4 separate regions of the Mus musculus genome follow, and all the other regions are linked to region 1. A link is a contact called in public HiChIP or PLAC-seq data. All regions are on one chromosome and are shown on one strand. Each heading gives the region's core, a stretch centred on a gene start, on an enhancer-like site or on the middle of the called end of the contact. The rest is flanking DNA. Distances are from core to core; before and after follow the strand shown. Region 1 has its middle 87 kb from the start of Gm11412. Region 2 overlaps Nfib (nuclear factor I/B). Region 3 has its middle 200 kb from the start of Gm11264. Region 4 has its middle 120 kb from the start of Mpdz.

Region 1 (2,731 bases), core at 136-2,635:
CCAAGTTGGAGCATCTTCTGGGTATATGCCCAGGAGTGGTATTGCTGGATCTTTGGGTAATACTATGTCCAATGATTCCTGTGAGAGGCCAGTCCATTGAGTGTGGTGTTACCGCTGTGGAGGTACTCCAGGGTGCTATTAAAAAGCAGGCTGAGGAAGGATGGAGGAGCAATCCAGTAAGCAGAGTTCCTTCTTCGATTCTGCTTCAGTTTCTGCCTCCAGGTTCCTGCCTTGACTTGTTTTGATAAAGGACTGTGATGTGGAACTGTAAGCCAAATAAACCCTTTCCTCCACATTTCGTTACAGCATGTTATCACAGCAATAGAAAGCAAACAAAGACAATATCTGAGTGTCCCTTATTGCTGCCATTGGTTTTGATGATTCTATACACAGCTTTATAACTGTGCCTTCATTTAGAGTCCATAATAAATCTATAAGTATTTTTATATTTATCCTAGGAGACTATAAAGAGAATTGAAATATTTATAATACTCAGTGAAGGAACTAAAAACCCTGAATTTAACATGGAAATATATGCACCTACAACTTTCTCTAAAAACCTTAAATTACCATTTATCTATCTACCTACTTACCTATCTATGATATGATCATACTCTATCACAGAACATCCCTGCTTAATTATTCCTCAATCACTGCTCCTTTTAATTATTTGTAGTGTTTATAGGTCAGAGCTGAGGGTTGAGAACCTGGTATGCTTCTAAGGAGGATGTTGCACTAGATGTCTAGGTGTGGCCAAGAAAGACAAAGTAAAAGGAGAGACACTGACAGCTGTGAAATGAAAAAGATAAGGACATGAAGCCGACTTTAAAACGGGTTGGATCAGCACTCAAGAAAGAGCATCCCTCAGCGCAGCTGACTATGCACTAACTTTATAATGGGATTTCAGGCTGGCTGTGAGCCAGCAAATTGCCTTTCTTCATTTGAATGTTCATTTGGCTAACTGATCCTTTTAGAATACCTGTCATTTTGAGGTTAACAGACCAAAAGAAGCCACAAAAAGAGTTTGATCTCTGTGTAGCAGAAAGCAGGTCTTGAGAATGGAGAACTACAATTAACTAGTATATAGGAGTGTCAACAGTATCTTTGGAATCACAGGATTTGTTGTGCAAGGAGAAATTCATAAATGCTAATTTTCTCTCTTTGGGCACAGAGGGTTTGTTCTCTTCCTAACTAAACTTGGGGACTTTATGTGTGTAAAGTTTACCAATGCAAAGTTAGCAGAGTGTACCCACTCAGATCCGGGATGTAGCTGAAGGAGTCTTGTTTACTTTTCCATGCCCCCTTTCCTGATTTGGTCCTCATGAAAACTGGAGAAAAGGAAATGCCATTAGCCTGGGCCTCCTAGAGACAAAGATAAGGAGAGCCCTGCAGGCTGACCCATATCAGGGCAAGAGTACAAGGCAGGAACTCACTGACTGGCAACCGACTAACATTCCAGGATGGTTTGTCGCCTCTACTTTACTAAGAATGGTGAATCATGTTTTCCCATGTTCTATCTCTTGCACTTAACATCTCTGTCCTCAAATGTCTTTTTTCCACATGGGAGTTGAATGTGTTATAGTTTCAGTTTCTGGCTTTTCCTTGCCCTGTGACTTAATGAATGCCACGTATATCTGGGATTTTTTGTTGTTGTTGTTGTTGTTGTTAATTGTTGTTGTGTTAAAACCATGGATGCATGGATCGGTGACTGTGTTCCATTTCCCCCATCCTCAGGAACAGGACCTATCCTCCTTTAAGATCAGAAATGGATGTGCTGCTGGCTCAGGTTTGAGTCTGTACTAAAGTGGAAGTCTCTTACCACTACCCAGTACTCTCCACGATAATGAAGTTGGGCCTTCTGAAGAATGGAATCCATCTTGTCTTTTATTGACCTTTTTAAAAAGCCCTACCAAACAAAAACACCAACCATGAACACAGTCCCCAGACACTTTTCTTCTCTGATGTACACCTGCATGCCTCAGCTATGTCGTTTATTATAATATGACTCTGGCCTTGCAAAGTTGGACAACTGAGTAAAAAGGCAAATGTCTACCATGTACAATGCTCATCTCACTAATTCCCTTAATTATAAATATTTATTTGTCAAAGCCTTTTACATTTATGATTTCAATAATTCTATTTTTCACTGATTATTACCAAAGTTATTTTTATTAAATATTCTTGCAGAGTTTTCCCTCTTGTGGCAATATCATCCATATGATGCTGACAACAAAATTATTGAAGTGTAAAATCCTGTGGTTCAGTCACTTTCAGTTAAGTTGTATACAGTCTTAATAACTATAATAATAAGAACAGCTCACAAGATAGTATAGACAATTGCCTACATTCAAAGGACCCACTAAACCTTTACATCAAGTTTCTGGGATCCAGAAGGAGTAGAAGAAGTAGTTGACTCTGTGGAGCTTTAAGGACTTTTCATCTTGTCTGAATTCTTTACATATTACACAAGGACATCCAAGAAAGTGTCAAGTGAGATTTTGAGTTTTCACTAGGATAAAGTTAGGCTGGATCTACTGAGCTGATGGATTGGGGTGGAGGGTATGTGTACATATTCCAGAGAGTGCTGTGCCCACAGACTACCCACATAGCATTCCTCCGGATCCCAGAGGCTGCCAAATCCATCACCCACCTCCTGTCTCCCTTTGCTTCTTATCCTGGCTTTGCTTCTAGTTCTGTTGCTTCAACTGGCTCTCTTGGTTCCCTGGACCCC
Region 2 (2,731 bases), core at 106-2,605, 490 kb before region 1:
ACACGCTCACACTGACATTTCAATGGAAACATAAAATGCTAAAGTACATCCATGTTGGCAAATGAAACCCGTGCTTTTATGCTTAGGTGCTTGTTACACAGTTATTAGTCATTGCATATCTGCAACCTCCTTTTAATAATGATTACTTCTGGTTAATGCCAGTTCCTAACTGCCTTGAAATATTAGTTTTTGTGATTTTTTTCCCCTTCTGATGTTGGAATTTCACCTATCATCTAAATACAATATCTCACTTGAATATAAAAAAATAAAGTCACTTAATTACGTAAAGTGTTTCAGGAAGGTTTGTGTAAAGAAGTTGCTAGCTTAGCACTAACAATAACCCTCCCTGTGGAGAGTAAGCCTCAGCTCATATAACTGATCAGGACGTGCCTTGATGGGATGTCACTGCCTTGGGCATTGAGGCCTGGCGCTGGCCTGTCTTTGGGATCATTAACTGGCTTACTGTATTTGCCAGTGATGTAGGAGAAATCTCCAAACCAGAACTGTTTCACCTAGAGCTTCTTTCTGCTATAACTTTTGTGTTGGAAGATGGTGTGGTGGCTTGAAGAACTCTGAGGTCCTGCTTTAGCAAACTGGGCTCTGCTCTCTGCTGCCAAACACTTTGTCTTGGTTCGGAACACTTTCAGAATGTTGAACACACCTTCTCTGACTTCCCTGTGTAGAAGTCCTGCTTCCTGCCTCGCAAGCACTCTGTGCACACTCCTTCCTGTCAACAGTGACTGAACTCTGTATCCCAAATTTTATCTTCGTGAGGAAATGGGAACCCTCTAGCAGAATGTTAGAGTTGGCTTAGAAGGTATAGACATTATTTTATAATTCAGGTTAACAATGTTAATATAAATGGATATTATGAGAAAATTCAGTTAAATTAATACCAGGTCCTTATATGCTAAGCTTCATAATTTGCTTACTATAATAGGAACTTTATTAATTTAAAATAATCTAGCTTATTCATCATCAATTACAGTTCAGTAGAAGGCTGCTTTCACAGCAGAAACCTTAGTAATACACACCAATGACACCATGACAGTTTGACAAGATTTGTTGTAGATTGAAATTAAAAGCTTGTAGCTAAAACACTTCCTGTGAGCCATAAGAGACCCCACCACACAGTTATACGAGGCCACACCAGTCTAACCAGCCATTGAATACCTCACTGGAGATCATAGGCAGACGAAATAGGGAGCTGCCTTTGCCTTCCTTAAATAAGACAATTAAGTCAAGGAAGCTCCTAACTGTAAAAACATAGGGCTTGGTCTCAGTCTCAATAGGATGTCCTGGCTGCCTGTGCTATCTGTGACTAGAGGTACTGGCCGAGTGCCTAGTCACTGTGGGTTTTATTGGTGCTTGAGCTTCAACATTACATCTCCTGTGTGACCATGTAACGCTGTTATTGCAAGTTCAGTTATCGACTAGTTACGCTGAAGCTGAAATGGTTTCAACACTTTTCTGGGCAGAATTTGGAAGTACTTTTCATTACACTAAAGATTTCTGTTACACAAAATAGCTTTTAAAGAAATTGCCTCTGTAGGATTTCTTTCTTTCTTTCTTTCTTTTTTTTTTTTAACTAAAACATGAAGTGAAATCCTCTTATAATATTTGTCCTGGCAAATGACAAAGCCAAAGCTTGGAACATTAAAAAACCAGCATTGAAAAGTCAGTCATTAGAAGCAAGCAATTGGAAAAGGACACAAGTGGACTATCAACAGGCTTCTCTGTAGAGCCCGGAAGCAGGCTATCAACACTCAGGCCATTCTTATTGTGGCTGTTATCATAATTGACAGCATGACGCAAAAGCCTATCACATGACTTCTGGGTAGGTATGTAAATGGTAAGAGGTCACTTTTCACATATGCCTGATGAAAAGGGAACAGAGTTAAAGGAAGTTTTAGTCAGTCTAATGGCTATGCAAATGTTTAGCTTTAGGGCTAGTTTAGAAATTGAAAAAAAAAAATCTTCCTTCAACTGGCTGTCTTTTATTATTCATTCCTTTACTGACTTTTCCTAGTCACCAAAGACAAGACTCTATATATACCATTTTAATTAATGACAAAATAAAATTATGTTTAATGCAGCCTTAAATTTCAATCAGCAAAAACACTGGAAAAAAAGGCTCTTAGTGGGAAAATTCTAAAGATGATATTTACAAACAATTTGAGCTGCACATGAAGCTCAGGATAGGCAAGAGAGAGTGACAGCATGGTGGGGTGGGGACATAACAGGCATGTTGGGGTGGGACAGTGACAGACATGGTGGGGTGGGACAGTGACAGACATGGTGGGGTGGGGCAGTGACAAACATGGTGGGGTGGGGACATGACAGGCATGTTGGGGTGGGACAGTGACAGGCATGGTGGGGTGGAGACATGACAGGCATGGTGGGGTGGGACAGTGACAGACATGGTGGGGAGGGGACATTACAGACATGATAGGGTGGGACATGACAGGCATGGTGGGGTGGGACAGCAGCAGGCCAGGTAGGGTGTGGTAAGAACCCAGGTTTAAAGTCAGGACTTTGGCTGTTGCCCTCTGACTTTGAACAAGCCTTCAGAAGGAAAAGGAACACATCCCTCTAGCATTGCTAGATACCTTAAATCTTACAGGCCTGAGTAGTTTCCATTGAAAGAAAGAATCCTTTATTTTCCAACTCTTGAACATATGACTTACAGTCAGTGATTTTCGTGGACTATTTATACCCATTTAACTTTATT
Region 3 (2,731 bases), core at 156-2,655, 440 kb before region 1:
ATAAAAGATTCTTATTTTCATGATTCGAACTGTTAGGTGCAGGTCAAGGCTATATATCAGACAGGAATCCTTGCAGGAGAATCCTTTCTTACTTTCGGCTTTTACATTGGGGCGGGGGCAGGGGCGGGGGCGGGGGTAGGGGTGGGGTGCAGGGAGCTGACTGAAGACTCTTTGTGTTTGTTACCTGATTCAGGGGATTCTGAAGGTAAAATACTGGTCTCTTTTAGGTTCTTGCCCAAGGATCTAAGTAAGGGACTTGATTGGATAGGAAGGATGAGTCTTCGAGAAGTTCAAGTTCAAAGGAGCTACAGTTGCTGGAAGATTCCCCTTCCGGTAGAGGTCGATTGTATTACTTAAGTAACTGCTCCTCGGTCTAATCTCAAAACAACTATACCTGGCCTGAGAAATATCACAGGGGATTAGTAAAATACAAAGGACACAAAAGAGACCCCATCTCACACAGAGGAGAGGCAAGGGTTGACACCCAAAGCTGTCTTCCGAACTTTACACGCATCTGCCATGTTACATGCCCCCATACACATACTTGAATGTGGTAACCGAATGAACTGAGTGAATGAATGACTAAATAAAATAGCTGCGATTCATTGTGTTTTTGAGACAAGATCTCTGTATGTTAGACTGGCTTTGAACTCAGTTTTCTTCCCTTCATCTTCAAAAGTGCTAGGATTACAGGTGGGTACCACGATGCCCTGGCTTTAGTTACCAGTTATCAGGGATCTATTAATTGTGAGTGTCTCTACTAAGTGATACATACATACATATATATATATATATATATATATGTATATATATATATATAATCATATACATATGCATGTACATCATATACACACACATACACATGCATATCTCTGATCTTCCTGCAGGACCTGGACAATAGGTCCTTGTTTTTCCATTTTAGAAACATGGTGATTAAGACTCCATACAGTAATTAACCCTTCATACTCAGGAGGATAGTTTTATGATTCAAATTTAAACCCATGTATAAAGCATTTACAAAGATTTCACCTATCTGGTGATCTGTTATGTCTTGGGAGTCTTTCCCTCTACATAAAACATAACTGAATTTTTCCCTGGAAATGATACCCCCCCCCCAAATAAGAGCAGCCCGTGCTGTGACATCTTGGACATGGTATATATTTTTTTCTTCACAAGGAAGCCATTTGCAACGAGCATTTACAATCTTCTTTTGCTGACAGTAAAGGCATGTTGGGCTAGTTTGCACTGGTTTTAATCTGTTGCACTTCATTTTGAGCTAAACATGACCATTGGCATGAAAGAGTTAAAAAGGAAATCTTCAGGCTAAGCAGTGAAGGTTGACTCTGGCTGCTGCAGAGGCATATCTGATGGAGGGAGCCAGGCAGGAAGCAGTCCTGGGAAAGGAATCCTGAATAATGGGGGTGGCTTCCTGAACTTGTAGGCTTTTTCCTCCACCAAGATTCAGAGAACTTTATAAAACACCATTTCCCAGCAGCCTGTGTGGGACCTTTGCAGAGAGAATTCACAGACAACTTCACCTCAGGAGAAGAAATTTCTCCAAAGAATCCTGGATCATGTGGATTTACAAATCAGCAAACAGAAACTGTGAGAGGAAGCCTCAGAAGTTGAGAGTGCAAAGGCCGAGAACCTTGCGTTTGGTTGGCAGTCCCAGTTTGAAGGAAGGATGAGTCCAGTCTGCGACTCCCACAACATCAAGGTCATTTAAAGGACAATGCCACTTAATCAAGAATCTAAAAGCAGCAGCTGAGACCAGAAACAGCGCTGCCTGCTCTAGACTCAGCTGTATGCTAGCAAGGTGTTTTCTTCAGATGTGTTCATTTGTATGTGTATGTGGGTAAAATCCTAGCACCAAGAATTCATGAATCTAATCACTGGAATTAGAACTGTATAGGAAAGTCAAAACAGTCAAAACATCCCACGTGTGTGGTCTTACTTGCCTCCTGCCGTTCTCTGACTCAAGTATATTTCACGTGGCTATCTTGATTTGTTGACGACGTTGATAAACTGATTGCAAAGGTAAATGGGAAGGATAAAGATGTTGATGGTATACAGTTTCATGAATGTGATCTCAGAGAACCTCAGTGATGGCAGGTAAGCATCGAGCAGCCTTAGAGTCGCCATCTCTTCCGTTTATTCCAGGGAAATACATTGTCAGTTAAGATCTTGTGGTGTGAAGAATCCAATGTTTATTTACAGATCTCCTCCCCACTCATATTTTAAAGCCCCATATCTCAGGGTGATGCGATCAGGCATGCCACCTTTTTGGAGGAAGTCAGGTTTAGATGAAGTCGTGAGGGAGACGCCCTCAGGACGGTATTAATGCCCCGAAAGGAAGAGAGAAGAGAGCAGAGCTCATTTTCTGTCATTTGAGGACATAACAAAAAGGTGATTATGTCTCTTTCAAGGAAAGGCTGCTCATCAGACACTGATCCCGCTGACTTCTTGACCTCAGCCTTGCAGTCTGCAGAAAGACAAGAAATACATTCCTGTGGTTAAAGCCACCCAGACTAAAGTATTTTGTTATGGTAGCCCAAGTAACACATATTCAATGGTCTGAAGTTCCTTTGATTTTTATTTCCTATGTATACTTGGGAAAATGTTCACACATACTCCATATCCCTTTATTCAGAACACTATTTAGGGAACTGAGACATTAAATCATATCCTAGGCCTCTGTTTGAGAACAGGAACATTAGAGATCAGATCTGAA
Region 4 (2,731 bases), core at 129-2,628, 260 kb after region 1:
ACTCTTACTCGATCAATGTTCCGTGCAAGCGACATTTGCACAGGCTCTCTGTAACCTCTTTTCCAAACAAACTCTAATTTGACATAATGCAGTGGAGAATGGCACCAGTCATCGGCTTTGCGTCAGAAACGCATTTTATTTGGATTCAATTCAGACTTAACGAACTGGTTCCCGTAAATGCAGCAGATGGGATTGAGGCAAATGGAACCCTGTGTGGGGCCTCACGCCCGGCAACCACGGCTGCTCCCCTGCATGCAAGCCTTCCCTGAGCTAGTTGGTTAGCTAGTTAGCTAATTGGTTAGGCTCATTCCAGCTGAAACTGGGTTTATAATTTTCAGAGTTCTCTTACCAGTCCACCAAACTGAGGCTTGAGAAGTGACAGTCCAGCAAAAGCCGCTAGATAACGTCCTTCTCTCTCTGCCCCACTGATTCGTGTGAAGAACGTTGCCAGAAGATGGCCCAACGGTTTATAAAGTTGGCAAAGCTATTGCCAGACCTTTTCTTCTAAAGGTCAATTAAAAATGCTAGCTGTACTGTAAACAGAATTCTTCATAGAAGAAGACCACACGGTACCCAGAGTGGTCTCTTAATACAAAATATCAATTCGATTTTCCTCAGGAGATTCACTCTCCTTTTGCAATGCAAATATTTTCAAGTGTACTAAACACGTTTTAGCACCTCAACATAGGCACTAAAACTATTTGCATGCAAAATTACCCAGAGTAGGCAGACAGGCACAAGCTTATGCTAGCACCATATGTGCTGAAGAATTCGAGCCAGAAAACAGCTAGTACTGGACGGTATTTACAATTTAAATTTAATTTTACATTATTATTCAAATGAGCATTTATATATAAGTCTCTATTAAAATTAATGCTTCACATGGAACAAAATTTTCACCTAAAATTATACTTGCAATAGTACTGGGCCTTTTTGCCCAGCTATCTAGATCATTTAAGAACCACAAAGCATTTCTATTTGTTTTTCGATTCTACCTGAACGACAGAGTCACGCTTTTCCTATGAGAATGAAAAGTAAAACTAATCTCGATTGGAAGGCCGGAAATCAACACAAGCACAGACCAACCCTGACACACTAAAGAGTGTAAACGATCGGAGAGAACCCGATGCTGCCTGATGATATCATAGTTCTTTTCTACCTTTCCACTAAAACGCCAACGATCTCTTTCCCTTTGCCTTCCAACAAGTTCCATGTGTTTTGTGAACAGTGACATGCCTTTGGCTTGATGTTTTGTTTGCAAAATGCAATGTGTTTTACTGTCCCCAGAAAGTAGCACTTCTTTGTATACTCAGAAACACGATCAACTGCATGCCCTGTTTTGTGCAACCCAGGGAAGGAGCCTTCCACCCTGGGCAACAGCGGTATGTGTGTGAGGGGTGCCTCAGAAGCCGTTGCTACAATACCACAAACAGAAGGCTGCCTCCTTCACTGTCCCCGAGAGTCATTTTCTATTTTAGGATTGGTAAAGTGGTAAGTCTTTAATGTCACTGATTTAAACGCTGCGCACTTTACGTTCATCTTCACTTTACAGAGAAAACTCTAGATGGATCAGAAGCCAGCATTCATTTTGCTCACCTGGGCTGCTTGGCTGTGTATTTATTCTTGGAGGCCCTTTGAAAATAAAGTCTCCATCCTCTCTTCATTGGTTCCCCACAGATCCACGGTTTCCTACTTACAGCTAGTGCACACACATCATAGAGGTATCAGCCAAATAAATACAAAACTTGAGTGGGGTTCTTAGAGATTGTTATTTTGTAGTCTATTTTAATGAAAGTCTATGAACCAAAAGTAGAAATATCCTTCAAATACTGGGACTGTGGTAATCTTTATAGCCTGTGGCCAAGGAACTCAAACTGGAATAGAAGGAATAGAATAACTTTTTAAAAATTAAGGATAAAAATAGTGTCAAATGTACCTAGAATCTTAACTGCAAAACATATTTACTCCTGGATTAACTATAATAAATTTTACCTTAAACCTAGCAAATAGAATGTTTCTTTTGAAAAACTTAAAAAGTAGGGCTCTAAGGCTAATGTCTCTTTTGCCTTCTTTTCTCCCCCTTTTTCTTGAAAACCACAGGAAGCTGCCTTCTTCCCCGACTTGCAATCAGTCTCCAAAATGTTGAATCATTGCCTGGATGCATGAACTCAACTGTGTGCAGCTTTAATGTATAGCAGCCAACATTTCTATACATAAGTACTCTCAAAGGGGCTCAGAGGAGAACTAGAGACCTTTGGTTCTGTGGGTTTAATGGGAATGGAAAATCTCCACGTTTACACATCTATTCTCACATATTAATATCATTACATTTAAACGGAGGTTTGATTTCAAACATTGAATTAATTAAGAAGGGAACATCTACGGTATTAGAAAGCCAAATCAAATGCCAACAGCGCCCTCTACTGACTTCTAAAAGAAAACTTTTTTTTTTTTTTTGTCTAGCAACAGAAAGAAAATTTCTGTTTATTTACTTAGCGAAGCACCCAGACACCAAATTAAATGTCTTAGAAAATACCAAATCCCTTGGTAAACCTGAAGGAAAAATGCGAAGAATTTTATAAATAGAAATCAGCAGTCATGTGGATGCTCCACTACCAATAAAAATTTCCTGTTCCACTAACAAATTGTGAACCATTTCCTAGCCTGGGAGCCTTTATTACAGTCAGGGCAAAAGCTAAAAAACAATTAGGGTTGGGTTAACATTCGCATT

The links. HiChIP or PLAC-seq counts read pairs in DNA pulled down with a chosen protein or histone mark.
Region 2: an H3K27ac HiChIP or PLAC-seq map of heart atrium shows a contact between it and region 1, with 4 times the contacts expected there. The contact joins two enhancer-like sites. A contact is called at or near these places in 1 of 15 datasets of contacts at CTCF or cohesin (the NIH/3T3 cell line), 1 of 484 Hi-C or Micro-C datasets (uterus) and 3 of 115 datasets of contacts at active chromatin or transcription factors (embryonic fibroblasts, fibro-adipogenic progenitors and heart atrium).
Region 3: an H3K27ac HiChIP or PLAC-seq map of heart atrium shows a contact between it and region 1, with 5 times the contacts expected there. The contact joins two enhancer-like sites. A contact is called at or near these places in 1 of 15 datasets of contacts at CTCF or cohesin (the NIH/3T3 cell line) and 1 of 115 datasets of contacts at active chromatin or transcription factors (heart atrium).
Region 4: an H3K27ac HiChIP or PLAC-seq map of heart atrium shows a contact between it and region 1, with 5 times the contacts expected there. The contact joins two enhancer-like sites. A contact is called at or near these places in 1 of 15 datasets of contacts at CTCF or cohesin (the NIH/3T3 cell line), 6 of 484 Hi-C or Micro-C datasets (the HL-1 cell line, the N1E-115 cell line, cardiomyocytes and 3 more) and 2 of 115 datasets of contacts at active chromatin or transcription factors (the NIH/3T3 cell line and heart atrium).

Annotation. Positions count from the first base shown.
Region 1 is chr4:81,828,830-81,831,560 of GRCm38.p6, reverse strand. No RefSeq gene overlaps it. Among named protein-coding and RNA genes, the nearest start is that of Gm11412, 87 kb to the right of the region's middle. Within about 2 kb of position 1,385, at least 18 of the 459 cell types and tissues checked have an H3K27ac peak or open chromatin away from gene starts, as enhancers often do. A contact at or near this core is called in heart atrium, where this site is marked.
Region 2 is chr4:82,314,970-82,317,700 of GRCm38.p6, reverse strand. All of the region lies in intron 10 of Nfib (nuclear factor I/B), which reads left to right. Among named protein-coding and RNA genes, the nearest start is that of Nfib, 190 kb to the left of the region's middle. Within about 2 kb of position 1,355, at least 25 of the 459 cell types and tissues checked have an H3K27ac peak or open chromatin away from gene starts, as enhancers often do. A contact at or near this core is called in heart atrium, where this site is marked.
Region 3 is chr4:82,265,120-82,267,850 of GRCm38.p6, reverse strand. No RefSeq gene overlaps it. Among named protein-coding and RNA genes, the nearest start is that of Gm11264, 200 kb to the right of the region's middle. Within about 2 kb of position 1,405, at least 20 of the 459 cell types and tissues checked have an H3K27ac peak or open chromatin away from gene starts, as enhancers often do. A contact at or near this core is called in heart atrium, where this site is marked.
Region 4 is chr4:81,564,223-81,566,953 of GRCm38.p6, reverse strand. No RefSeq gene overlaps it. Among named protein-coding and RNA genes, the nearest start is that of Mpdz, 120 kb to the right of the region's middle. Within about 2 kb of position 1,378, at least 33 of the 459 cell types and tissues checked have an H3K27ac peak or open chromatin away from gene starts, as enhancers often do. A contact at or near this core is called in heart atrium, where this site is marked.